7 separate regions of the Mus musculus genome follow, and regions 1, 2, 3, 5, 6 and 7 are each linked to region 4. Evidence: chromatin contacts called from public HiChIP or PLAC-seq data. All regions are on one chromosome and are shown on one strand. Each heading gives the region's core, a stretch centred on a gene start, on an enhancer-like site or on the middle of the called end of the contact. The rest is flanking DNA. Distances are from core to core; before and after follow the strand shown. Region 1 has its middle 140 kb from the start of Gm12511. Region 2 has its middle 87 kb from the start of Gm12511. Region 3 has its middle 58 kb from the start of Gm42291. Region 4 has its middle 66 kb from the start of Gm12519. Region 5 overlaps Gm12506 (a long non-coding RNA gene). Region 6 has its middle 55 kb from the start of Gm34628. Region 7 has its middle 160 kb from the start of Gm12511.

What was found. HiChIP or PLAC-seq counts read pairs in DNA pulled down with a chosen protein or histone mark.
Region 1: a contact with region 4 is called in a FOXA1 HiChIP or PLAC-seq map of pancreatic cancer cells. The contact joins two enhancer-like sites. A contact is called at or near these places in 1 of 484 Hi-C or Micro-C datasets (the N1E-115 cell line) and 2 of 115 datasets of contacts at active chromatin or transcription factors (fibro-adipogenic progenitors and pancreatic cancer cells).
Region 2: a contact with region 4 is called in an HNF4G HiChIP or PLAC-seq map of pancreatic cancer cells. The contact joins two enhancer-like sites. A contact is called at or near these places in 1 of 15 datasets of contacts at CTCF or cohesin (the NIH/3T3 cell line), 4 of 484 Hi-C or Micro-C datasets (adipose-derived mesenchymal stem cells, bone marrow-derived macrophages, embryonic fibroblasts and 1 more), 7 of 115 datasets of contacts at active chromatin or transcription factors (the NIH/3T3 cell line, cardiomyocytes, embryonic stem cells and 4 more) and 1 of 9 other capture datasets (embryonic stem cells).
Region 3: a contact with region 4 is called in a FOXA1 HiChIP or PLAC-seq map of pancreatic cancer cells. The contact joins two enhancer-like sites. A contact is called at or near these places in 1 of 15 datasets of contacts at CTCF or cohesin (the NIH/3T3 cell line), 1 of 484 Hi-C or Micro-C datasets (palatal mesenchyme) and 2 of 115 datasets of contacts at active chromatin or transcription factors (fibro-adipogenic progenitors and pancreatic cancer cells).
Region 5: a contact with region 4 is called in an HNF4G HiChIP or PLAC-seq map of pancreatic cancer cells. The contact joins two enhancer-like sites. A contact is called at or near these places in 1 of 484 Hi-C or Micro-C datasets (bone marrow-derived macrophages), 1 of 115 datasets of contacts at active chromatin or transcription factors (pancreatic cancer cells) and 1 of 9 other capture datasets (embryonic stem cells).
Region 6: a contact with region 4 is called in a FOXA1 HiChIP or PLAC-seq map of pancreatic cancer cells. The contact joins two enhancer-like sites. A contact is called at or near these places in 1 of 15 datasets of contacts at CTCF or cohesin (the NIH/3T3 cell line) and 1 of 115 datasets of contacts at active chromatin or transcription factors (pancreatic cancer cells).
Region 7: a FOXA1 HiChIP or PLAC-seq map of pancreatic cancer cells shows a contact between it and region 4. The contact joins two enhancer-like sites. A contact is called at or near these places in 1 of 15 datasets of contacts at CTCF or cohesin (the NIH/3T3 cell line) and 1 of 115 datasets of contacts at active chromatin or transcription factors (pancreatic cancer cells).

Annotation. Positions count from the first base shown.
Region 1 is chr4:55,706,620-55,710,170 of GRCm38.p6, forward strand. No RefSeq gene overlaps it. Among named protein-coding and RNA genes, the nearest start is that of Gm12511, 140 kb to the left of the region's middle. Within about 2 kb of position 1,477, at least 31 of the 459 cell types and tissues checked have an H3K27ac peak or open chromatin away from gene starts, as enhancers often do. A contact at or near this core is called in pancreatic cancer cells, where this site is marked.
Region 2 is chr4:55,657,323-55,660,504 of GRCm38.p6, forward strand. No RefSeq gene overlaps it. Among named protein-coding and RNA genes, the nearest start is that of Gm12511, 87 kb to the left of the region's middle. Within about 2 kb of position 1,804, at least 19 of the 459 cell types and tissues checked have an H3K27ac peak or open chromatin away from gene starts, as enhancers often do. A contact at or near this core is called in pancreatic cancer cells, where this site is marked.
Region 3 is chr4:56,372,180-56,375,867 of GRCm38.p6, forward strand. No RefSeq gene overlaps it. Among named protein-coding and RNA genes, the nearest start is that of Gm42291, 58 kb to the left of the region's middle. Within about 2 kb of position 2,287, at least 59 of the 459 cell types and tissues checked have an H3K27ac peak or open chromatin away from gene starts, as enhancers often do. A contact at or near this core is called in pancreatic cancer cells, where this site is marked.
Region 4 is chr4:56,064,878-56,068,174 of GRCm38.p6, forward strand. No RefSeq gene overlaps it. Among named protein-coding and RNA genes, the nearest start is that of Gm12519, 66 kb to the left of the region's middle. Within about 2 kb of position 1,539, at least 4 of the 459 cell types and tissues checked have an H3K27ac peak or open chromatin away from gene starts, as enhancers often do. A contact at or near this core is called in pancreatic cancer cells, where this site is marked.
Region 5 is chr4:55,591,608-55,594,959 of GRCm38.p6, forward strand. All of the region lies in intron 1 of Gm12506 (a long non-coding RNA gene), which reads left to right. All of the region lies in intron 2 of Gm12511 (a long non-coding RNA gene), which reads left to right. Among named protein-coding and RNA genes, the nearest start is that of Gm12511, 21 kb to the left of the region's middle. Within about 2 kb of position 1,979, at least 25 of the 459 cell types and tissues checked have an H3K27ac peak or open chromatin away from gene starts, as enhancers often do. A contact at or near this core is called in pancreatic cancer cells, where this site is marked.
Region 6 is chr4:56,531,200-56,534,667 of GRCm38.p6, forward strand. No RefSeq gene overlaps it. Among named protein-coding and RNA genes, the nearest start is that of Gm34628, 55 kb to the left of the region's middle. Within about 2 kb of position 2,147, at least 71 of the 459 cell types and tissues checked have an H3K27ac peak or open chromatin away from gene starts, as enhancers often do. A contact at or near this core is called in pancreatic cancer cells, where this site is marked.
Region 7 is chr4:55,730,764-55,734,396 of GRCm38.p6, forward strand. No RefSeq gene overlaps it. Among named protein-coding and RNA genes, the nearest start is that of Gm12511, 160 kb to the left of the region's middle. Within about 2 kb of position 1,463, at least 131 of the 459 cell types and tissues checked have an H3K27ac peak or open chromatin away from gene starts, as enhancers often do. A contact at or near this core is called in pancreatic cancer cells, where this site is marked.

The DNA.
Region 1 (3,551 bases), core at 227-2,726, 360 kb before region 4:
CCATAGCTACTACTTCATCTTTGCTTAAGGATACACTCAAAAGAGATTATTTAATACATTGCCACTCTCCTTTCTGTCCTTCCTTCCTTCCTTCCTTCCTTCCTTCCTTCCTTCCTTCCTTCCTTCCTTCCTTCCTTCCTTCCTTCCTTCCTTCCTTCCTTCCTTCCTTCCTTCCTTCTCTCTCCTCTCTTTCTCTCTCCCTCTCTCTTTCTTTTTTCATTCTTACCTTCAGAGTCTCACATAGTTCAAGCTTTTTTCAAACTCAATTGTCACTGCAAATAACCTTCGCTCTTAATCCTCATTCATCTGTCTCCTAAGTGCTGAGACCACACACCCAAAATGTCGGAATTTCCTCTTTAGTTTACACCCTAAATGCTTTCTGTCTTTCCCTTGTACTGATGACATTGGGTATGGCAAGTTGTTTCTATCCAACTCAAAGGTACTGATCTACACTAATTCTGGAAAAATTGTTTCTTTCTCCAGAGTGGCCATCTTAGGAAGAGAATTTGAGTCCAACTTCACAGGAAAGACTCAATCGCCACCAAGGAACGGGTAAAATATCCATGCAAAATCACTACATTTCTCATGTGAAGTATTCAACACCTTCTAATATCAGAGATTAAAATTAATTTAGATCAATTGTTGTTTAGTCAACTCCTGCCCAAGACTATGTAGACAAGAGAGACACATACTAACCACTGGAACTCTAGTCATTTTCATTTCCTGCTTGAGATGAATCCATTTCTTGATGGTTTATTTGTTCCACTGGAGTACCTGGAGCCTTAGAATTCTCATTGGATTTTGTAAATACTGTCACCCTAGGATTTCCCTTTAACCCTTCAATCCCAAGGTCAACTAAAGTGGTGGTGAAAGGTTAAAGTGTCATCCAAAGAACGTCCACTCATCTCTGCGGTGAGCCAGCATGGTCCCAGGAAGTCATGTGCTCATGCTATGTAGCTCTTCCACCTGCCTTGTTGCCTAAGTGATTCGCCTGGTCTGAAATGATATATGGCTGCATAGTTGGGAAGAAAGCTTTTATTTCTAAGGTTCTCAGCTCCTTATTCTCTACTCATTACAAAACCTGGGTGAAAACAGGATTGGGCCTCAGCAAAAGTGACACTTGTAAATCTTAGGATCTCATACTAGCCAGGTACTTTTCATCATTTAACAACTCTCTGAGGCTTCTAAGGATGGTTGTTGTAATCTCTGCCTGACAAAGGGGGAAAGTGAGGCTGAGGTGAAAAGTGGTAGACTGAGTATGAAAACATGATGTATTCTCTTCATATATGTAGTCCCTGGGAGAGAGTGATTCAGGAAGCGGCCAATCGCATCCAGTGTGGGGGAGGAGCATCTGCTGAGCAGATGCCGGGACCCACTGGCCAGATGCCACATGGATATGGCTTTTCTTGGCTGGGATGGCTATCTCGAGACAAGCTGCATGGCAATCTCATGTTTTCACTGTGAGTCATTCTGTTACACTCTGGAGAATTTATATAGCCAAGGAGCCATAATGATCCACCCAGGGCTCCTACCTTTCTATGTCCCAGCAATCCAGAAGAGCAATTCTGTTATGAAACGTCCTCCCAGTGCCACCCGGAGTTAACGGGAAGTCATGTGATCCACGTTAATCAGTACACAGGTAAAAAAAATAGATGCTTATCGGATCACGTAGACTGGGTTCCCTGACAGCTCAGCTTCATGAAACCAAAGTTCATTTTCTTTTTAAATTTGAGAACTATGCTATGTTGCTGTTGTTGTTGTTGTTGTTATCTCTTAGGGTTTTGCTATGTAACCCTGATACTCATCAGACCAAGCTACCCTTGAAACCATGGCAATGCTCCTGCATCGGCCTTCTGACTGCCAAGTTCACAAATGCCACACACTATTAAACAATAGCACCCAGCAAGTTGGAAATCCAAGCTCCCCAGATAGACCACTGATCCTTCCCAGTCTGGCTGTGGCCTGACCTTTTCACAGTTCATTCTCCAGCTGAGCCAATGCTGTCTTCCTGTCCTCCCAGCTCCATCAGTAGCCACCCTCGCTCAGGCTTCACACTCCTGTCCTCTCCTCACTTTGTCCTGATCCATCTTCAGCCCTAGCCCCCAGCCTCTCAGTGGGAACCTTCCTGAGCATTCTTATTCACATTTAAGCTCTCCTTCTCCCTCGTCTTCAGACAGCATCTTATAAGGCGCACAAATGGATTCCTGTGGTGGATATAGCACAGTAAACGAACATATAGAGGGTAGGAGAGACTCTTTTGTTTCTGTGACAGACATATGGGCTAGAAACAATACAGGCATACAGCCTTATTTGGCTCATGACTTGAGAAGGATTTCAATTTGTTAAGGCAGGGAAGGCATGGCTCTGTCCATGGTGTGTGAGTTTGCATGTGTGGTTTGTTAAAGGAAGGAGAAGGTAGAAAGGTACCAGAGGCAGGCATAACCTTCCAAGGTCTACCACTAGCAGCTAATTTTTGCCAGCCAATCCCCACTTCCCAAGATCTCCACAGTAGCACTGCAGCTGGGGACTGAATTTTTAAACTATGAATCTTTGAGAAGCACTTCAGATTCAAACCATAGCATAAAGTCTCCCAACAATGTATTGTGCTTAGGTGGTGTGCTGTTTTGCCTGATGGGAATGGGGCCTTCATGTGACACAGAGAAGGGAGATAAGGGGAAAGGGTCAGAGAATTGTAGTTCATGGTAGGTCATCAGGAAGCAATCCTGATAACAAAGGGAGAGACTTGAGTCATAACAGCCTTTAAAGAAAGAACTGGCTTGGACAGAAGAGAATTTTGCAAGTTCTAGTTTACTAGTAAGACATTTTGAGCACTTATGTCTGCATTCTCCTTTGAGGCAGAGAAAGCTCCCTGTGGCCTGGCTCTGAAAATTTCATACAACTCAAAGGATATAATCTTGTTGTCCAAGAAGGAAAGTACCCTAACTGCTTCAGGGAAGCAGGCCCATATAGTTCAATTTGAGCCAAAAGGGCCAGTGTCCTGTCCACAAGCAGCACATGGGATCTCTGCTAGTGGGCCCCAAGTGGATGCTTAAGATGATGAGCTTGGGAAATCCCCACCCCGAGTCTGAAGCCCAAGGTCCTACCTGGAAGTCTCAGGTTTGGTTTGCTTCCTGTGTCATCTGCTCACCCAGTTTCCCTGTTTGAAACACTGGGTGAGTAGGTTGTGAGATCTTGGAATGCCATAAGAACTTCAATGTATGTGAACGAGCCGGAGCTAGCTAGCAGAAGGTTTTCTCCACTTTCTTCAGACTGCAAGCTAGAATGCAGTACTATGGACAGGTCAGGTGAGCTAGAGAGGAAGGAAGAGTATGGCTTTCTATCCATAAGCTTTCTTTCCCTCAGCAGCCTAGACTTGCAAATCCTCTAGCCGGCCTGAGGCCTTGGACTAAACATCATCATGTATCCCCTGACGAGTGAGCTTTCTCATCCATAAAAAAAGAATTTTGTGGTTCAGTGTCTTCAGGGGGGAACTTTGAGGATGCTGTGGGATACATAATAAAACTGTAGCAGGTGCATGCCTGGAATCCCAG
Region 2 (3,182 bases), core at 554-3,053, 410 kb before region 4:
TACCTCCTGAATTCCAGAATTTCAGGCGTGTGCCACTGTGCCTGATGTATAAGTTGCCTGGTTAATCTGTGGTGCTGAGGTTATGTGGTAGTTGGAATTAAACCCCGCTTTTGGGCATGCTAGACAGGGGCTCTACATCCCTAGCCTTTCTCCCTTCTGAAGAGCAGCAGTGGGAACGCTGACTCCACTTTTGAGCATCCAGGGACACAAAGCTGACACCCTGAGTACAGGACAAGCACACACTGTGCAGTGGCAGCATATGGTTCTTGGGTCCACTGAGAAGGAGCCACTGTCATGATAGCATGTCACTCCCTCCCTCCCTGTTATGGGGAAGAACACAACACTTAGCCAGCTAAACACCCAGCTACAGTTTCATTTGAAAAGCTGGATTTGATTAGAAAGTCGAGGGGACTGATATATGACGACAGATTAAGGAAAAAAAAAGAGAGAGCAAGCATAAATATGTAGAACTCACCCAAATGATGACTAAGGGGCACAAAGCATACAGAACCCTTGCACATGGAGATGGAAGCAACTTATCGAACATTTCGGTCCCATCTTGGGTATAGGCTATCACAATTCTTGGCAACACGCCTGCAGTATCTGAGGCCAGATGGGTTTTTAGATCGAGGGACATGTTTTGGGTTGAGATTCCCACATTTCTTAGGAAATTCTTACCTCTTGGGGAGATAACTTTACAGATAAGCTGCTCTCATCACATACATACATACATACATACATACATACATACATACATACATACATACGTATATACATGTGTGTATATTATATATAATATAGCTTTCTTTTTAAAATTATGTTTTCTCTTGGATATTTATGTATTGGGTAGTAATTTATCGGAGACAGGGTGTCACTACATAGCTCTGCTCACGGCAATCCTCCTACTCCGCGGCCTCTCAAGCACTTTGACTGTAGGCATGAACCAGCAATCCCATCTTGTATTTTTCATTTGATTCCTAGTTAGCGAGCTCGTGGAAAGACTCTTGTTGGTATACTACTTGGAAATGTAAGGCTGGGGAAAACAACCCCTTTCAGTGTGGGCGTGGTTAGGCAACTCCATCACTCTCCCTGGCTATGGAACTGCACGGTGACAGTTTACAAAGGATGCACGAAGCTCTGTAGGTATGGTGTCCCGTGGAACGAGGGTGTGAACACGTCAATTGGGATGGCTTGCATGGCTGATCCTCTTTACAGATGGCCACACATCTGCACACAGCTGCATAACTTCCCATATGAACATCTACAGGCTTAAACTCATGCGCAGAGGCTGAGAAGGCAGGAGGACATCAGAATGAGTCTCTGGGGAGAGTGGCTCCCAAGAGAGGTTTCTGCTCTATGTAACGTCTGCATTGTTTGCATTGAGAATGCATTGCTTGGGTAATGAAAAAAATGATTAAAACCATAACTGAATCCTCCCCCTGAGTTTCTAGGAGACAGCTGAGGGCCACAAGTCCCTGCCTTCTGTACTTTTTCTCCTGGACTTGGGCAGAGTGCCCCTTGTCCTTGTTCTGGACTCTTACTGATGCCATCTGCTCTGCGATACTTAACCCAGCCTTGACCCTCTCTATCTCCTTCAAGGAGCACAGTAAGTCCTTGATGACCATTTCCCTGGAGCCCAAGCACAGCTGCCTTAAGAGCTCAGCTTGTGTCCTAACTCTTTTTTTTCCCACCGGATCTTTCAGTTCTGCATAGCTCCATTACTCTGGGCCTCCCTCTCTACCTCTCATCCTTCCTCTCTCCAGATGGGGTTGGGAGTGCCAGGGATGTGGGGTGAGTCAGCTGGTGCTCATGACCACACAAGGTAACACCGCAGGGCCTCTGTGCAGCAGCGGTGGCGGCAGCGGTGGCAGCGGCCCCAACAGCTCACATCCCTCTCTTTTTTCTCAGATTCACTCTTCCTCTACTGAACCACAGCTGAGAAAGTTGTGGGCAGTCATTGCTTCTACTCTAGTCCTAGCCTCTCATTCTTGGGAGGTCTGTCCTGGTGGTGCCCACATGTCCGTGGTGGGCAAAAGAGAGAGGTCTTCTGGGACGCCCAGGAGATCATGTTTTTCCACGGCCCTCGGTCACCGAGCCAAGGAATACGCGCCTGGGTTTTCCCTTCTGTAAGTTGAGAAGGTTGGTTTCCATGCTTTCAGAGCCGCTTCCAGCTTGACGCTCAGCAGTCCGTGCCTTTGTTGTGCTCACCTCTCCTGTGTGGCCTGGGACCATCTTGTTTCTTTCCCACGAGTCTGTGCAGTAGACAACGCAGCTCATATTTCCCTCCTTGGCAGCCTAGGAAATCAAGGCTTTAGCGATGGCGAGGATGGCCCACGGTCATCCTGCTGCCTTCATAGAGGCACACAGGAACCAGAGCATCTTCTATGATGGGTAGGTGAGATGACAAACAGAGCAGCCAGGGAAAGGACTTGGAGGAAAGGGAAGGCAAGGGTGCCTTGATCAGCTCAGTGTGGCCAGAGGACTATAGAGAGGACAAAGTCTAAATCTACCTTATGCTACCCTCTGCAAAACCCTTCGAGCAAAAGTGGGCTGGTAACTTTTTTTTTTTTTTTTTTTTTTAAGGCTGGTTCAGACTTGCTAGTAACATGTCCTTTCCCCTCCTCCTCAGTGCTGGGTTTACAGGGATGTGTCACCATGTCTAGTTTCATGCAGTGCTGTGGATGTTACCCAGGGCTTTGGGCATGCTAGACAAACATTCTACCAAGTAAATGACCTCAGTGGCCCCTGTCATTGGAAGAATGGGTTCTTAAGGATCTGGTAGGAGGGTTTTCTACATGAAAGCAAGTGCTTGCATAGAATCCTACATTATCATCAGCTAAGTGAGATGATCCAATCTCCAAGAAAGCCTTTATCCCTATCGTTGGCTCAGTGCTTTCAGTGCTCACCGCTGATGTTCAGTTAGCAAGGTAAAGTCACTGCATGCTTAGGGAGATGTATGCAATTGGTTCTGGAAAGCTGGACAGAGACACTACAGCACCTCACTGCATTCTTCTGCTCTTAAATGTCTGGTTGCCTCTTGGGATGGTTTGTATATGCTTGGCCCAGGGAGTGGCCCTATTAGGAGGTGTGGTTTTGTTGGGGTAGGTGTGTCACTGTGGGCATGAGCTTAAGACCCTCATCATTGTTGTCCGGAAGTCAGTCTTCCACTTGTAGCCTTCAGA
Region 3 (3,688 bases), core at 1,037-3,536, 310 kb after region 4:
AAGAAAGAATTAAGAAAAGCAGTTAGCATATTTCCAACACCTTCTTCCATAAACCATAGAAATATCCACAGGACACTATTGTATTCTACCTATATCTCATGTATTTCAATAGGAACAAGCTAAGCAGACACACTGTTAAACTATACAAAGACTGTTAAACTAGAAAACAAGAAACAGCTCAACCCTTACTCCTCACTAGACTGTTGAATTTGTAAAAACCTGTTTGACTCCTCTCAATTGAGCAGCCCTCTCTCAGCAGACATTTAGAGCCCTCACTATTTGATAGGAACAATAGAGGATGCTACAGACATTAAATAAGGTGAAGCCGGGCTTTCAAGCTAGAGCAGAGAAAAGCAACACACAGAAAAGCAGAGATGGGTTCACTGCAAGGCATCCTTGCCCTGTGGCATAGGCCAGAAGGGGAAAACACCGAAGTGTACCATCTATGCCAGACTGAAAGCTTCCAGGCTATTTGAAAAGCAGCATTAACCACGCTGATTTTTCAGAGCTGATTGGGACTTATCTACATGAGAAATGGGGCAGGGGAGGGAGAAGAGGGTGTTCCAGGGCTCAGGAAGAGCATGTGAGAAATGATCAGACACGAGGCAGCATGACAAGCCGGGAAGCTACAAATTGTTGGACAATAATATAATGTGCATCCCGCCCACCTCCCAGGGTGGTTGGAAGGATCAGCTGAGCGGATGTATACATGGAAAGTGCTTTTTAAACTCCAAAGCATCAGACTGTATTCAGATGTAAGAGGTTATTATTAGACACTCCATTTTTCCCCTTCCTCCAAATTGGAAACATTTGCCGAAGTAAACATTGCTGATGCATTAGCTGTCAGGATGGTGTATTATATTTGGGAAACATTTGCCAACGTCTGTTCCGTTTTCAAATTCCCAGTCACATGTGGTTTCTGTTTGAGCAAATGCATCAAGTAATAATGAGCTTATTGTTAATTGTGCAATATCAGGCTTTAAGGTGTAAATCATCTCTAGTCCACACTGCCATTATCCCATGTTGATGGTAGACGCTTGCAGTCGTTTCTTAATGAAAACTAATATGTGACTGCTATTGATCTTTTATATTTGTCAAAGTTTATCAGAGGGAAGTCAAGACTTCTGGGGGGGGAGGAAGCTGTATGTAATGTCTACACAATGAGTATACAGATGTGCTTGGGACTGTGTGCACACATGTGGAAGCTAGAGGAAGACATTGAGCCTTTCTCTGTCACTCACGGCCTGAGTGCCCTGAGACAGTGTCTCTCAGTGAACTGGAAGTCTGTCTTTTTAGCTAGCCTGATGGGCCAGCAAGTTCCTGGGACCTGCTTGCCTCTGTTCCCCAGGATTCCAATTAATAGACACACATAGCCACGCCTGGCTCTTTCCCAGGGTTACTGAAGATTCATCTTCAGGTCCTCACACTTGCATGAAAGTGTTCTTTCCCACTGAGCCATCTCCCCAGCATCTCAAGATTCTTAGCACGGACAAGTGTGCTAATATAAATAGATTCCCTCTGAGCAGAGGATAAAAAGAAGTTTGATTGTCTCCACCCAAAAATGGCTTCCCCCCAAAAAAGCTCCATGGAACTCAGATTCAAATATTAATTTGCCTCTGTGATGTTTTAAGAAACAAACACTTCTCTCCAGAGGATACTTCCTCTGTGGTTATAGAGATCAACAGAAAGCATTTAGGGTAGAAAATGAGGGTGACTAAGTCATGCTTGAATTCTTGACATTCACAGACTCAGTCGCTGGAGAGTTTGAATCACTGTTAGTGTGAAGCATCCTCCTTTCTCTCCTTCCTGTGTGAGGGAGACTTGAGGCAGAAAAGAACAACAGAGACGTGTTTTTCATGTTGCCAACAAGCTATATGGATATGGCGTTTTCATATCAAATCCCCCAGAAAATACCTAACATCTCCAAGTTTGTTCCTTGCTGCAGCAAAGGATAGCTAGCTACTCGTTTGGGGAGGTTTGTGTTGCTGGTGAAATTCTCTCTTGAGTCATGATTAACGAAACCACTCATTAGCCGTATTGAACATCGGCTGGGGGGGGGGTGCGTGTGTGGTATTGATAAACTTAAAATACATTTCATTCTTCCTGTGTAGTTGAATCAAAATCAGATCATAGCTCATCGATGATGGACAGGACCTGAAAGGTGATTCTGTATGACTCTTCATTCTATGAATGAGAAATTTTAAGAGGAAAGTCAGCTTATTTGCTAAAGATCAGTCAGTGACTAAGTGGTACAGTCACTCTCAGAGCCTCCAGGGCTTTCTCCTACCCTCACTGTGAACATAAGGCCACTAAGTTGAGGGCTGGGAAGGGGAGCAATTCTGGAATTGGCATCAGCTTGAGGTGGGGGTGGGGTGGCTTCCTTCCAGAGACCCTACTGCCAGCATTCAGTCCCACCACTTGAGGGAGCTGTGGAGACCCTTCTTCCACAGCCTATTGCCCTGCCATTGTGTTCTGAGCAGCCAGCCCTTACTTGGCAACTAAGTGGTATGGGTCTGTGGCAAGGCAAGTAGCCAAAGACGCCAACTCCACTGTGCCTTAACAAGAGCAGTGGCAGAACCCCCAGACAAAATGGGGAAAAAGTGATTTGTTGTAGAATTCTTGTTAGTCTGGTCAGTTCCCATTCGCCTGTGAAACCGGATTTGTAGACACATGTACTGGCCAATGACTCAGCCTTAAAAAATAAAGTCATTCATAATTTATGCATAAACAAGAATAGCTTTTGTTTCTGAGGACTCAAGAAGGTTTCATAGCCCTGTCTTGCTGTCCCACTCCGGAGGAGCAGTTCCTGTTTCAAGGCAGTTTCTATAGGCCTATAAATACTTTGATGTTCAAACATCTGGAACTTATATTTGGTGTTGACTAATGAGCATTATTATTTTATTATGTATTTATATGTGATCTAAAAGAAATTTGAGGTTAGATGCCACATAACTCTGTATATACAGCGAACAATGACAAATTCTTTTTACCCATTACATTGATGATTTATTACAGGGCATAAGGAGTTCTGAGTTGTTCACTTGACATATAATTGTGCTTGGGAAGATAGTAATGGTACAGAGAGATGTAAAATTGCCCCTAACGTATATTGTTAAAATACTTTGTAAGTGGACAAAATGGACTCCAGAGGTACTATTTCACTCTTCTTAAAAAAGAAAAAAAAATCAAAGGATGGCCAATATGGCAACAAACTGGAGTTCTTTTGAATAAGTAAAGATGAGCCCTGGTCTTAGAAATACATGTGGGCACGCTTGGAAAGGCAATAAACAATACATAATGGATCTGACTTCAAAGAACGCCTATTGGAGAACCAGACCTATTTCAAAGCCCAATGTTCCATACCTAGTTTGTCTTGGTACCAGTAAGCCACAGGTAAACATGCTAAGATCAAAGGGAAAGGTGGGTGTGTGGAGGGAGGGGTGCGCACTGACTGACATTACTTTCTCCTCAAAGCATTTCCCCGAGGGACCCTGGAGACAGCACCTTGTAAGCGCCTCTGTTGTAGATTCAGGAATTTATCTTAGGAGTGTCAGAAGTACTCCAGTCTGTTAAGCATTGCTTCTCAAAGGCTGCGGTACGGGAGGCACACTGAAGGTGGCATGTACTAGGGATAGCTGTACAGACACAAAGCTGCAGAGAGATAAATGGCTCCATTATGGGCCACACC
Region 4 (3,297 bases), core at 289-2,788:
GAGTCATAGCCTCCACATAAGCTCTTCCTGGATTCCTAACCCCCAACACAGAGATGTATGTTTGTTATTAAGCTTCATTGTCCCCAGTTTGGCCAAGTCATGTGGGCTCGTATCTGAATCATGGCAGCTACTTTCTCTCTCTTCCTTTCCCCTAATTCCCTTTCCTCATGGGGACCTGTGCAAATGGAAGAACATAAACCTATGTAGACCCCATTCTTCTCAGGACAAAGCCCAGGTCTGACTAGATCTGAGCAACACGACCCGTGGTGGCTTTCTGAAACGTTTCTCTCATGGCTCTTTTAACTCCAAGTTCAGACCAACCACCAAGATGTCTTTCATTGTACAGGCCTTTGTTCCTGTTTCTTGGTGTGGCTTTTCATATAGGCTTCCTTCTTCATGTAGTACTCCTCTGACCTTTTTTCCCCAATCTGTTATTCTCTTCTTTTTGGCCATCACATCTGTAAGGAACCCATTCTGATCTTCCCTACCCATGATTGGAGATGACTTTTTTTTTCTGCTCTGTGTCAATGTATTCCCTATTTTATGTTAATTACTCTTTCCATCACTGTGATGAAACAGCTGACATAAACAAGGCATAGGGTAGGAGATGTTTATTTTGACCACAGTTCTAATATGACAGAGAGGCTTTTGAGTGTGTTGATGGGAATGTGTTAGCTGCTGCACCTTCCTATGACAGTAGACAGGAAGTAAAGAGATACTGGTAACCAAGGTAACTACAACCTTCAAGGACTGACTCCTTGTGAAACATCCCCACTAGCTTAGCCTCATACCCAAAGGTCCTACAACTTCTTAAAACAATGTCACTAGGAGCAGACCCAGTGTTCAAACACAAGATCTTGTGGATGACATTTCAAAATCAAACCATAAATTTCCTTTACCACTCTTCTAAGCATCCTGTGATATGATTGACTTGTTATTGGCAGTGGGGATATTAATAATTTCTTATAATTGAAGCTCTCTGGATCCCCTGGTAAATGTGCTATGAAGACACTTCCTGTACTTAGGATTTCTACACCTTGGCTTTGATCTCCAGACTTATCTGATTTTACTAAGGGCAGGCTGGAAACATTGAAAAGCTGAGCAGCTCAATCAACAAAGCAAAAGAACTGGTAAATACATAGTTTACCTTCTTTACCCTAGTGCCTACCGCATTTCTAAGATATGCTAGACAAGGCTCCAGTGAATTGGAGCCTTCTGTGAGCACAGGAATTCTCTCCACACGAACATACCCTTAGTTTATCGTTTTGTCTTTCCCACTTTCCATTCTAAACCCCCTTACAGCTTCACACATCCTTTTCCAACAACTTTCACACATGTCCCTTCTCTGAGGGTCTGACTCCATAGCAGGTACCTGCCCCCAGGTGCACTCATTTACTTAGCATTTACTACAAGCTGTTGGCCAGGCCAAGCTTTTTGTTTGGATTAAATATATTAGTTCTCTTAGCAACACAATGAGATAGGTACTAATCCATAAAAGTGAGGTAATAGTGCTTAGTCATAGGACTGTTCTGGGGATTAAATGGGGTAACATGGGTAAAGAGCTTAGCGTGTGGTAAGACTGGGGGAGAAGATAGACATGAAGGGCTTAGTGAAGGCCTCAGTGCTGGTCTCTATGACCAATCAATTGCCCAAGATCACTTGAATGCTAAGTATTGGATTTTTACAGAGTTCTGATAAATTCTAGAGTGTTCAGTCATCATCCAATAAGGGTATTTCAGTTATTTTTCACAGCAGACTATAAGGTATTTAAGAGTAAGAACTACACTTAATATATTCAGCTTTATTTCCAGAATCTAACATTCAGATGATAGAAAGAAAAGAAACTTGTATTGAAAACATCTATCTTTTGGCTCCTGCTACACATTCACTTTGTATTACTCATTCTTATAAAACTTTGTTCTGTGATCCATTAAAATAAACCGAAAATTCCTATCTGAAAACAATATGTTGGTTTTTTTCCCCTGTTTAGGATAGCTTGCTTGTTTCATAGACAGAAGTACCTGGCTTTATATTTTTCTCACATATAAAAGAAGCAAAGATCACATTCCCTATCATTGCTATTGTCTGTTACACAGCAAATCACCTTGAAATTGAATAGCTAAAGACAACACACACACTTATGAACTCATATGGTTTCTGAATTCAGATAGCTGTTGCATGGATCTGGCTGTTCAGCTCAGAGTGGGGGCAGGCAGTGGTCAAGTTGTCTCGCTGGGTTGCATTCAGAAGGTTTGACTGAGGCTGCAGGTTCATTTGTAAGCTCTTTATACCACTGCTGATAATGACTCTTAGCTCCTTCTCAAGCAAATCTGCCATAAAATGGTAGTTACCTTTTCTGAGTCAAAAGGAGAGGAACAGAGAGAGAGAGAGAGAGGTGCCCAAGATGAAAGTCATAAACCTGTTGTGACTTAGTCTCCGAAGAGACATGTGATCACTTTGACCATGTTTGTAGATGGTCAGAAGAGTCTATAAACAATTGTTTTGGAATGGTTGTTAAACTTTGGATAATCTATCTGATTTTTCAACCCTGATGCAAGAGGAAAAGATCAAACAAGACTGTCAATACCAGCGGGCAAGCTCTCAGGAGAGGGTTTTGGATGCAGTGCAATACTTCACATACTAAGGTACAATGAGGGGTTTTTGTGCCTTAGCATCAAGTTTTTCCTCAAATGTATTAAATCTATTTTATGGACTCAAGACTGGATAATCAAGTTTTGAACGTAAAGAACATAGTTTGCCAGGCAAGATTTAACAATCACTCCAAGACAATTGTCCCTAAATAAATATGGCTATTGAAATTCATATCCTGCTGAAGACCAAGCCAGCAATACTGGGGACAGCCATCTGCAGAGCACTCCATTTTATTTTCTGGTTTGAATAATAGCTTACTGTGTATTTTATTAATCTTAACAGTTCCATGGCATATATACTTTCTACATGAGAACAATGAACTTTACAGAGTCATTTGTCAAAGGACACAAAACCTACCAGTGATAAAATCAGGATTCAAACCTGGAACTCAAGATTCCAAATCCCATTTTTAAAAAATATCTTTTACTACATAGTGGCAAGTTACTCATGTTATTAACTAAAATAAGAATTATTGCTGTTGTTGTCTCTTGCTGCAACTTCTATATTCATGAACAGCAGTTTCCTTAGAGTACTCCTGTTGTTGTGCATGTGTATGGGATATGTATGTGAATGCAAATGTGTATGGATACACATGCTATAGCATACATGTATAAAGAGCAGCAAAAGACTCTTCTTCTATTCTCA
Region 5 (3,352 bases), core at 729-3,228, 470 kb before region 4:
TGTAAGATGGAAAGACAGCGTAATCAGTGCACGTGCCTGTTGCCGAATATTTGACCACATTGCAGAACCTCAAGATTGTGAACTGCAAAAGCCTTGTTGTGGTGTGGCTCAGTCCTCGCCCACATCCAAGAGCTTTCTGTTTACTGTGAACAAGTAGTCGTGGTGTGGCTCAGCCCTAGTCCACACCTTTGACACAAGAGCTAAATAAAGTCAACCCTAGATCAAGAGGTGGAGCAAGCAACCAGCCGACAGAGAGTAAACATAAATAAACAGAAAGTAAGACAGTGAATTGAAGGGTATTTAAGACATCCAGGAGGAGGGGAAGGAGGAGAGGGAGGAAGTGGAGGAAGGAGAGGGGGAGGAGGAGGAGAGGAGAAGGAGGAGAAGGGGAAGGAGGAGAAATAGGAGGAAGAGGAGGAGGAGGAGGAGGAGGAGGGGGAGGAGGAGAAGGGGAAGGAGAAGGGGAATTTTTTTTTTCCTTTTAGGACATTGGTGGAAATAGGAAGGTCAGCTGGGTGCTTTCTTTGCCTCCCTGAGCTAGTAGACTTTTACTCCAGCCTGTGGCTCCTGAATCTTTATTGGTAAAATTGAATGACTGAGATTTTTGTTCTTAAAACAACATGTGCCAGGACACCTACCCAAGGCTCCAGTTTCACACCTCCCTCCCATCCCATGTCTCCCTGTCTCACCAGGTTGGCACCAGTCTGAATTTTATTAAGCAGGAGAAGCACTTTCCCCAAGCAGCATCTTGCTCCCACTGGAGTGTAACTAGGGATGAACAGCACCCGCCCTGCTTTCCACACTCTCCTATCACTGTTTGGAGCCTTAGGGTTGTATAAAACTTTATTATGTAAGATGGGAAGACAGCATCATCAGGGCAGGGCAGGGCTGTACCCCAAAGTAGTAGTGGGTATACAATCAAACTTGGGGGACTGTGAGCACTTGAGCCTTTTTTCTCTAGGGTGAGGGGTTGATAGAGAGACCATACTTACAAGTGAATGTGCTGCTGGAAGCGGGGTGGGGGGGATGGGGGGGTGGGGTAAAGCAGCAACGTGGTCCAACCTTGAATGACCCACGTGGATCAAGAATGGCAGTGGGTACTAGCTTTCTCTCAGTCCTTCCCAGATCTTCAAAAACTGTTATCAGCCCTCAGCTTGCCGATGGAGAGCCCGGGAGAAAGAGAAAGAGATGAGTAGTCTTTTAATCTATGCCCATTTGACCCCATAACCCCTGACTTTCCAAGAGGCATGAGAGGCGCCAGGCGGGTGACTCAGGATAGAAGGCCAGAGGTCTCCTTGGTTATTTTATGCCGGGTAGCTGAGACAGATGTGTACTGCGTTTATTTTTTTATTTGGGGGATTTTCTGTACTGGATCCCATGTACCAGCAGAGCAGTCAAGGAAGAGGTTGGCTCACCGTTCGTTTGTTCGTTCGTTCGTTCGTTCCTTCTTTCCTTCCTTCCTCCCTCCCTCTCTCTCTTCCTTCCTCCCTCCCTCTCTCCCTCTTCCTAGTCATCCTCCTCCTCACCACCTAGCTTTTTCTCTGAAGTAACTGGCCATTGGCAGTTTTCTCCCCAGTTAGTATTTAACTTCTCTCTCCCTGGCAGCTTTGCCCTTCCCTGAGCACTATAAACCAATCAAGGTGTTTTCCCATTAAGGACAGCTGACGATGACTGGCTTTTCTGCTGTGCCCGGCAGGACAGTGTTGCTAGGCAGCAGCTGTCTATGCAAAATGAAAAAGTGCAAGCCGGTGTGGGGCTTGAGGCTGGGGGTTAGCTCAGTTGTCTGCCTAGGATGTATGAATCCTTGGGTTCAGTGCCCAGCAGTGGGTAAACAGGAAGTGGTGGCACAGGTCAGCAACCCCAGCACTTCCAAGGCATTCACAAGAGGATCAGGAATTTAAGGTCACCCTTAACTACATGGGATACCTAGCCCAGGCTTCCCTCAATCTTGAGGTGATCCCCCTGCCCTTGCCTTTTAAGCTAGGAGTCCAGGTGTGAGTCACCACACATTCAGCTCCTTATGGGACCTCTATGGTCATTGACAGACACAAAAAAAATTTGTATGTAACCCAGGAGTGTTCCCAGCTGAGGGTTTACAAGGCAGGGAAAGAAAGAAAGGAAGGAAGGAAGAAAGGAAGAAAGGAAGAAAGGAAGAAAGGAAGAAAGAAAGAAAGAGAGAAAGGAAGGAAGGAAGGAAGGAGAAAGAAAGAAAGAAAGAAAGAAAGAAAGAAAGAAAGAAAAGAAAAGAAATAGGGATGTTTCAGAAGAGTTATAATTTACAATTCATCCAAAATTACTTTTAGTCCTCTAGAGTGACTGTCCCAAAAAGCTGACACAAGTTAGGAATGCTCACCTGTGCCTTCCAGAGGAAATGTGGTCAAGTTCCTCTGAGTCCCTGCTCATATCTCCCTCCCCACATCACTCTGTACCTGGCTGTGTTCTGTAAGCGTTACTGTTTTTGTTTTATTTGCTTTTGCTTTTCGTTGAGACAGTCTTGCCATGTGTCTCTGCCTGGCCTTGAACTGGCCATCCTCTGTCCTACTCTCTCAGTGCTGAGACAGCAGGAGCACAGAGGAACTCTTCAGGTGGGAATATGCAGGTTGAACTGAAGTGTCCCACATCCCGAGTGGCCCAGAAAGCACTGGGTGTGGTGGCTCACGCCTGTGAGGAGTGTGCCTGGGTAGGATTGCCTTGAGCTGCAGGCAGCTTAAACTATGTAGGGAGTTCTAAGTCAGCCTGGACAAGAATGAGACCCTGTATCAACAAAACTAAGACAGGATCAATGAGCTGGCTATGTGGGTAAAGGTGCTTGCCGCTAAGCCGGATGACCTGAGTTCAATCCTAGGGACTCACATGGTGGAAAGAGAGACACCACCCCATGTGTGCTGTGACACTTAAGTACTCTTTCCTTCCAAATAAATAACTAAAATATAAACAAACATAATGAAAAGAAGAAAAAAAAAACCACATCTCAAGCTTTGACTGGAGTTTAAAATGAAGTTTGAGGAGGAGGAGAATTTACAAATACAGAATGTTTGTATTCTGGGGACCGATAGCATGGTAGATTAATATGGTCAACTTGGAAGGACCTAGAACACCAGAGAAACAAGCCTGTGGGCATGTCTGTGAGGGGTTTTCTCAATTAGGTTAATTAGTGTAGGAAGACCCATCCTAACTGGGTGACACCATTCTCTGGACTGTATAAAAATGGAGAAAGCTAGCACTCATTCCTCTCTGATTCCCGACTGTGGATGTAACATGAGCGGCTGGCTCAAGCTCCCACCGTCACGCCTTCTTGGACATAAAGGGCTGGGCTATCCACCCAGGAGAACAAATAACCTCCTCTTCCCCT
Region 6 (3,468 bases), core at 897-3,396, 470 kb after region 4:
TTTTGTCTTGATGCTTGTGTGTGTGTATATGGATGTGTATATACATATGTGTGCAAGTACTCATGCAAATGTGTGCATGTGTGTATGGAGGACAGAAACTCTTTAAGAATACCAGCCACCTCCTTTAAGACAGGGTCTCTCATTGGCCTGGAACTCACCAATTAATCTAGACCAGTTTGTCAGAGAGCCCAAGGGATGTGTCTGTCTCTGTTGGCCTGCCCCTGGGATTGCTCACACACACTACCAAGCCACATGCCCAGGTTTTTACATTGGCTCTGTTCATTCACCTCAGAACGTCTTGTTTGAAAGGTCAGCACTTTACTTGAGACTGAACCATCCCAAGGATCATTTTCTATTCTTCATAGACTGGAAATCAGAATGACTGAACAAGGACTATATTTTTCCTAAGTCGAAAGCAGAGTTAAAATCCTACATTTTGAAAATTCTAACGTTTAAAGAAAAATATTAGAAACCCCACAAAGAGGGAAGGTGGAGCATCTGTGGAATAAATCAGCTCAGCACTGGGCATGCCGGAGTGATAAGTGCTAACACTAAGCAAAGAGCAACCTTCAAATCCCCATTCCACAGCTCATGGCTGTGAGAACAGCAAGTGCACAGGCTCCGCACACAGCTGAGGGGAGAAGAAGCCTGCTCACCCTTGGATGTGGTAATAATGACGATATATGAGTGATGGAGTGATGGCATCCACTGGGTCTTAAAACGACATTTGATGGACTTTGTATATAATTAGTGATGTCTGTGGAAAGCTGCAGGATGCTTTATTCTAAAAGAAGATACAATTCAGGCATGGAAGATGGTGCCTCTAATCCCTGCACTGGGGAGGCTCAAGCAGGAGAAGAACAAGTTTGAAGAAAGCTGGGGCTATATAATGGGACTTTGTTTAAATAAATCATACATGTATGCATACACACACACAGGATATGGTTGTCAAAAATGTAATTAAACCTGAGTCCCCTTATCCCTAAACAGGACATGGCAACATTTTCCATCCCATAAAGATAGAGTTTTTCAATTTAATCCAAATTTAGGAAGTAGCTACTTGAAATACAGAGAGAGACTAGTAGATTTCGTGTACAAATGCCATGGCACCTTTGGTAGGGGAAGGAAGGGGATGGTGATGAGAACAGAAATTGATTCTAAATTAAGAGAGTCCCTAATTAAAGTTATATCATTAAGCACCTGATCTCTTTCTTTGCAGGACCACAAAATATTCCTGTGTGAGAATTTCTCACCAGCCCATCAGGCACCTTTAGAGGTAGGAAAACAGAAAAGGGTGTTATTCTTCTTTGTATGTAAGGTGAGCCTGGTCCAGCTACAAATTGAGATGGACTTTGACCCTTCACCCAACTTCTCCAGCTAGTTCCAATCTGAACATTGTGGTGAAAATATGACCTTAAGTGACCCCCACCAGCCTCTGAGGTCACTAAACTAGCTCTATGGCATCTCTGGAAATGCAGAGTTGCACCAAAAGCCCATTGACTGGTGCCAGCTGCACACTGAGCCCAGAGCTGGCCTCCAGGACAGCAAGGTGTATAGACTTTGATGATCTGCCCACGAACTCTATGGAAGTCAGAAAGATAACCAAGGAAAATTCCATGAGGAATGTTCCAGAACTGATTCCACCTGGGCAGTTTGGAAATCATGTAACAGAAAAGGTTCTCTTTTGAGAGTTCACCAAATAAGGAAATGGATAAGGGAAAGCCGGGTCACAGGAACGTCATAAGCAAAGTAGGGCCAAGGAGTATAGGAAGCTATTCAGTGTCATGCTCAGAAACATAAGTGGTCTGGAGGCAGGAATTGTGAAAGGTGATGCTCGGGAAATGAGCAGGAGCCAAGTCATGAAGGGATGCTCTGTGTGCCAAAGGAAGAGGTCTGGCCTCTGTCCAGCAGCTACGGACCAGCCACCGAGAGCTTTGAAATTCCGAAGTGACGTGGTCAGACTCACCCTCCGATCATTCCCTCTAGGGCACTAAGAAGCAGATGGTCTGAGCAGAGAGCGAAGGCTGGGAGGTGAATTGTAAAGAGTTTTATTGCTATTTTTATGTACAGCCTCTGTTCTAAAAGAAACAATAGAGGGTTAAGTCATGGGGCCCCATAATGGGGCATGTGGGCCAAGGTGCAGGCTGTCTGGCACTGGATACATGGACACATGTTGGTGAGTCGGGTCACGGTGATGAGTAAGAGGCAACTAAGAGAAGGAAGACACAACAAAAACCCCAGGATTGTATGACCCTGGGCAGCTCAGTGACCCTCACACAGCCACAGAGTCCTCACGCATGTGGTGGCAGTCACCTGGCCAGCGTGCTTGTGAGTCAGAGGCACACAAAGTCCCTGGCAGAACGTGAGACCTAGAGCAGGTCCTCCATAGGGGTAGCCACCACCATAGAAGTGGAAACGCTTCCTTCTGCCAAGAATGCTCTCAGCACTCAGAAAGGATCCATTCACGGAGACAGAGGCTTCCTGCACTGAGTAACCAAAGCAAACAAGAGCAATAGGGACGGAGCCTGAGTTACTACCTACAGGGGAGGTTCAGGTGTCCCTCTGATGGAAAGCAAAACCCAGCTCAAGTCAAACAAGCCTGTACACACCGATCAGAGCTATGTGTTCTCAGCAGCCCTGGGCACAGTCCCACAGAACCTGGTTTGACAAGCTGCACTGGCCTGATGCCCAGGTCCAGATCAAACCTAGGAGGCCTGAAGCTGCTTTGATAATCAATCTCTCTCTCTCTCTATATATATATATATATATATATATATATATATATATATACACACACACACACACACACACACGCACGCACGCACGCACGCACGCACGCACACACCTGTTTATCTCCTCTCTCACTCAGAGGGTCAATCATTGCTAAGTAGTACCCATGTCCCTGTGGCTCTAAGCTCTGAGTGCAGATTCCCGAATTGGAGCAACTAGCTCACCAGTCAGAAACAAGCCTGGCTCCTCAGTTAGCACTCTCAGAGGTAGAGTTACTCACACTCACGGGTCAGACAAGGATGAAGAAACCCACCCTAAAGCACTTGCATGGAAAGCAAAGAGCCCATGGATGAAGACATTGCTTCACCCAAGCTAGCTACTCTCCCTCATCCATCTCCTGACTCACATCCTCCCCACTGCAAACACTCCAGAAATACCCTCAGCCCCTAAGAGATACTGTCTCCTTCTGATAACATTGTATATTTCTCAGTGGACCCCACAGCCACGGCTGTTTCTCAACTGTGACTCACCTTTGAGCTCTGAAAAGACTTCATGTCTTCCTCATGAGGCTGAGATGTGGGTCCCTAAAAGTCACTAGTGACCTTTGCAAATGCAGAAAAATTCTCATCCACCCTCAGGATTATCCAACTCTAGTCTCCTCCGCACCTAGGAAGCTGCCTTTTCTCCTAGCTCCCCATGCTACAACGTATACCTCTTCTTCTGTCCACCTCTGGGTGT
Region 7 (3,633 bases), core at 213-2,712, 330 kb before region 4:
TGTGACTCTTCTTGGTAGTCAGCTCTCTGTCACTGTGACATAAATACCCAAAGTAGTCAACTTATAAAAGGGAAACGTTTGTTTTTGTTCCTGGTTTCAATCCCTGGTCTTGTTGGTCCAGAATTTGATAGTGTTGGAATAGCAGTACATCACTGTGGTCATAAATGGGCAGGTCTCAAATCTCTCCTTCAATGACCTCCTTTCCTTCCACAAGTTTCTATGTCCTCAGCATCCTATGATCTCCCAGTTGCAGCACAGAATGCGGACCAAGTATCAGATACATAGGTCTCTGGGGACATTCATTCCAAACTACAGCATCTTTTTGTTAGATAAGGACATCTGAATGCCATGCTCGCCTGCTGTGAGTGTTGCTACCTTCTTTAAACTTCATGAAAGAGCAGGCAGGGGTTTTTTGTTTTGTTTTGAATTGACAGAGACTCTAAAGAGATTGTTTTTTAAACCCAGTGATGTACCCTCAGACATGCACACATACATGAATGCACACACATGCACACAGCACTGGTATACATGACAGACAGGTCCTCTTAGCTAATGTGATGCTAAGATTCCAGAGAGCTTGGAAATTTACTCAGTAATACCCAAATAATACCCATACATATGCATGAATGTTCTCTGTGTTTGGTCTCTGTCTCTGTCTCTATCTGCCTCTGCCTCTGCCTCTGCCTCTGCCTCTGCCTCTGCCTCTGCCTCTGTCTCTGTCTCTGTCTCTGTCTCTGTCTCTGTCTCTGTCTCTGTCTCTGTCTCTGTCTCTGTCTCTGTCTCTTCTCACAGTGTTAGTGGAAGGTAAGATGAGATTTTGAACTCCATTTGATTGAGGCTGATTATCACATTCAGGTCATCTAGGCCACTGTGTCGCAGTTTTATGGCTTTATTTTGGAAGGTCACTCTGGAAGCTCAGGCTGAAATAAATGACAAAGGGCAAAGTTCACACACACACACACACACACACACACACACACACACACACACACCAGATTCAAGTGACTAGGAAAGAAGGAAAAAGAATGCTCTTTTACAAATTTTCCTTTTTTTCAATTTTTTATTGGATATTTTCTTCATCTACATTTCAAATGCTATCCCAAAAGTCCCCTATAACCCCCCCGCCCGCCCTGCTCCCCTACCCACCCACTCCCACTTCTTGGTCCTGGCATTCCCCTGTACTGGGGCATATAAAGTTTGCAAGACTAAGGGGCCCCTCTTCCCAATGATGGCCGAAAAGGGGGAGCCTGATTTTCCTGGGAACCTGTGATGTATGGACTAGCACGTCTTCTCTGCTTCTCTGTCCATTCACTCACCCACCACTCCTCTGCTAATGCCTGGCTGGCCAGGAATACACTTTCTATTTAGAAAGCAAAGGCAGCCAGCTTTGGGCCTGGGCCTGGAGACTGACTCACTGTTGTTGGGATGACACATTGCCTGCACACATTTCACAATTCTCTGAAACACCAGACTTATTTCTGTGAGTATGCAGAGGCCCACTTCACCATCCACCTAAGGCCACACACAAAGGCTGTGCTATTTTTCTTCCCTGGGGCCTAAATGGATGGCAGGACTTCCTATGCCTGAAACATCACCCTCGTTTGGAAGGAGAGAAACACCGGCCAAGAATTGCAACGTTTTTTAACCAGAGTCTGGCTAGCTTTCAATAGCTGCACGCCAAAGCTATACCAGACAGAGAAATGGCTATGAATGGGGTAGGGGTTGGACTGAGGCTTAAAAACAAGGCAGAAAAAAATACAGATAACAGAGAAGAAAAGAGAGGAGAGGAGAGGAGAGGAGAGGAGAGGAGAGGAGAGGAGAGGAGAGGAGAGGAGACAGAATGAGATAGTACATAGGAAGTAAAAGAGGAAATTTAAATAGAGAAAGGTTGCACAGAAATGATTGAAGAATTGGAGCAGAGGGCGAGAGTTCCAGGCTGTGATCATTTCTTCATGTGCCTTTCCCTCCATTTTTGGGTGAGCACTCTTAATCCCCATTACTAAGAAGCAAGAACAGGGGACCAGGAAGTTACAATCTAATGTCTCAGGTGGAAGGGAAGACATTTTTGTTTATTAAACAAACAAACAAACAAATATACATACATACAAGCAAACAACAACCTCATATTGTCGACCAGGCAGACCCAGCACTCACTAAGTAGCCCAGGCTGGTATGGTACTACTTATGGTAGTCTTCCTGCTTGACCTATTGATTTCTGGGATAACAAGTATGCGAAGCCAGCTCGCTCTACATCAGTGTGAGGGGCTTGGACAGTCTTCCACAGTCTTTCTGGAATCTGAAAGCCTAAAGGATACTCTTGTTGACCAGAGAGCTAGCTGGGAAGGCCGAGAATCTGGATGGCCAGTGACAGTGGCCTCTGAGGAGTTGTTTATGCACTTAGACATTAAGTGCCTAAGACTTGAAGGGCCGGCCCCATATTCAAAGCCCTGGATTCAGAACTATCTGGAAACTTCCTCCAGGGTAAACAAAAACAAGCACTTCAGCTCCCTTGCCAGGGCATCTCGCTCCAGAAAGGACGGGAAGGAAAGGAGAGTGATGCTGCTTGTTCCCCTGTGAAGGAAAGGTTACAACAACATTTTCTCTGGGCAGCTGTGAGGTCGGCAGGCAGACTTTTCTCTGGTAACCATCTCGATGTGTCTGTGTGGAAAGTACCTAAGAATGACTAAGCCCTGGCTGAGTTGATTCATTTGTCACTTCACTTGTGGGACTTTGGCCCTGTTCTAGAGGCCACAGAGTGTTTTCAGCACATCTGACCCAGGCCTCCATGTAGGGTGGCAGGTGAGAGAGAGCACAGACTTATAGGACTCTGTTTATAGGGAAGGACCCCAGGGAGGAGGGAGGGTTTGGGCTCACTGGAATCCTGTCAGGACTTCTAAGAAGTCTAAACTCCTAATCCCTGTCAGCAGAGGAGTCAGGAGTCTGTGCAAGTGGCCAGAGTTTGAACGGAAATGCTCATTCACGGAGCATCCAAGATAGGCTGGAAGTTTACTTAAAGTTGTCTCGTCCTTCCTCACGCTAATAGTGTGAGGCAAGTGTTGCTTTGCTTCCTCGTTGGAATGAAGCCTTCACAGGAAAAGAAGCCCAAAAGAGTTCACATCTCTAACTCAAGCTGGGGATGGGGTCAGGAGACTCTGGGGAGGCAGGGCTATCCACTAACACACAGGAGGGCCACAAAGAGATCAGCCTGATCAACGCAAGTGGAGTTATTCTTCTTAATAATCCAGTTCAAATGTAAACCCTTTTGTTGCAATTATATGCACAGGAAGAGGGACATATCACAGGTGTGTGGCTTGCTAGACTGTCACAAACCGAAGAGATCCCTGTAGTCACTGCCCAAACAGACACAGTTAGCATGTTTCCAAGATGACCGCCATCAGTTCTCAGTCTCTATGTACACATATCCCTTCCTCAAAGCAGTAGACTCTCTTTCTCTTCTTGATGCTGGACTGGCCTTACTGACTTCTCTAATGCAACACAATGTAGTGGAAGTGGTGCTTAAGCTAGGGCATAAGAAGATGGGATGCTACTTGGTGGGTTTCTTAGCAACTGTTTCCAGAAACACCTGGAGTCTACTAGCCCAGGGACTGCCTCATTAAAGGGCATGCACAGCCA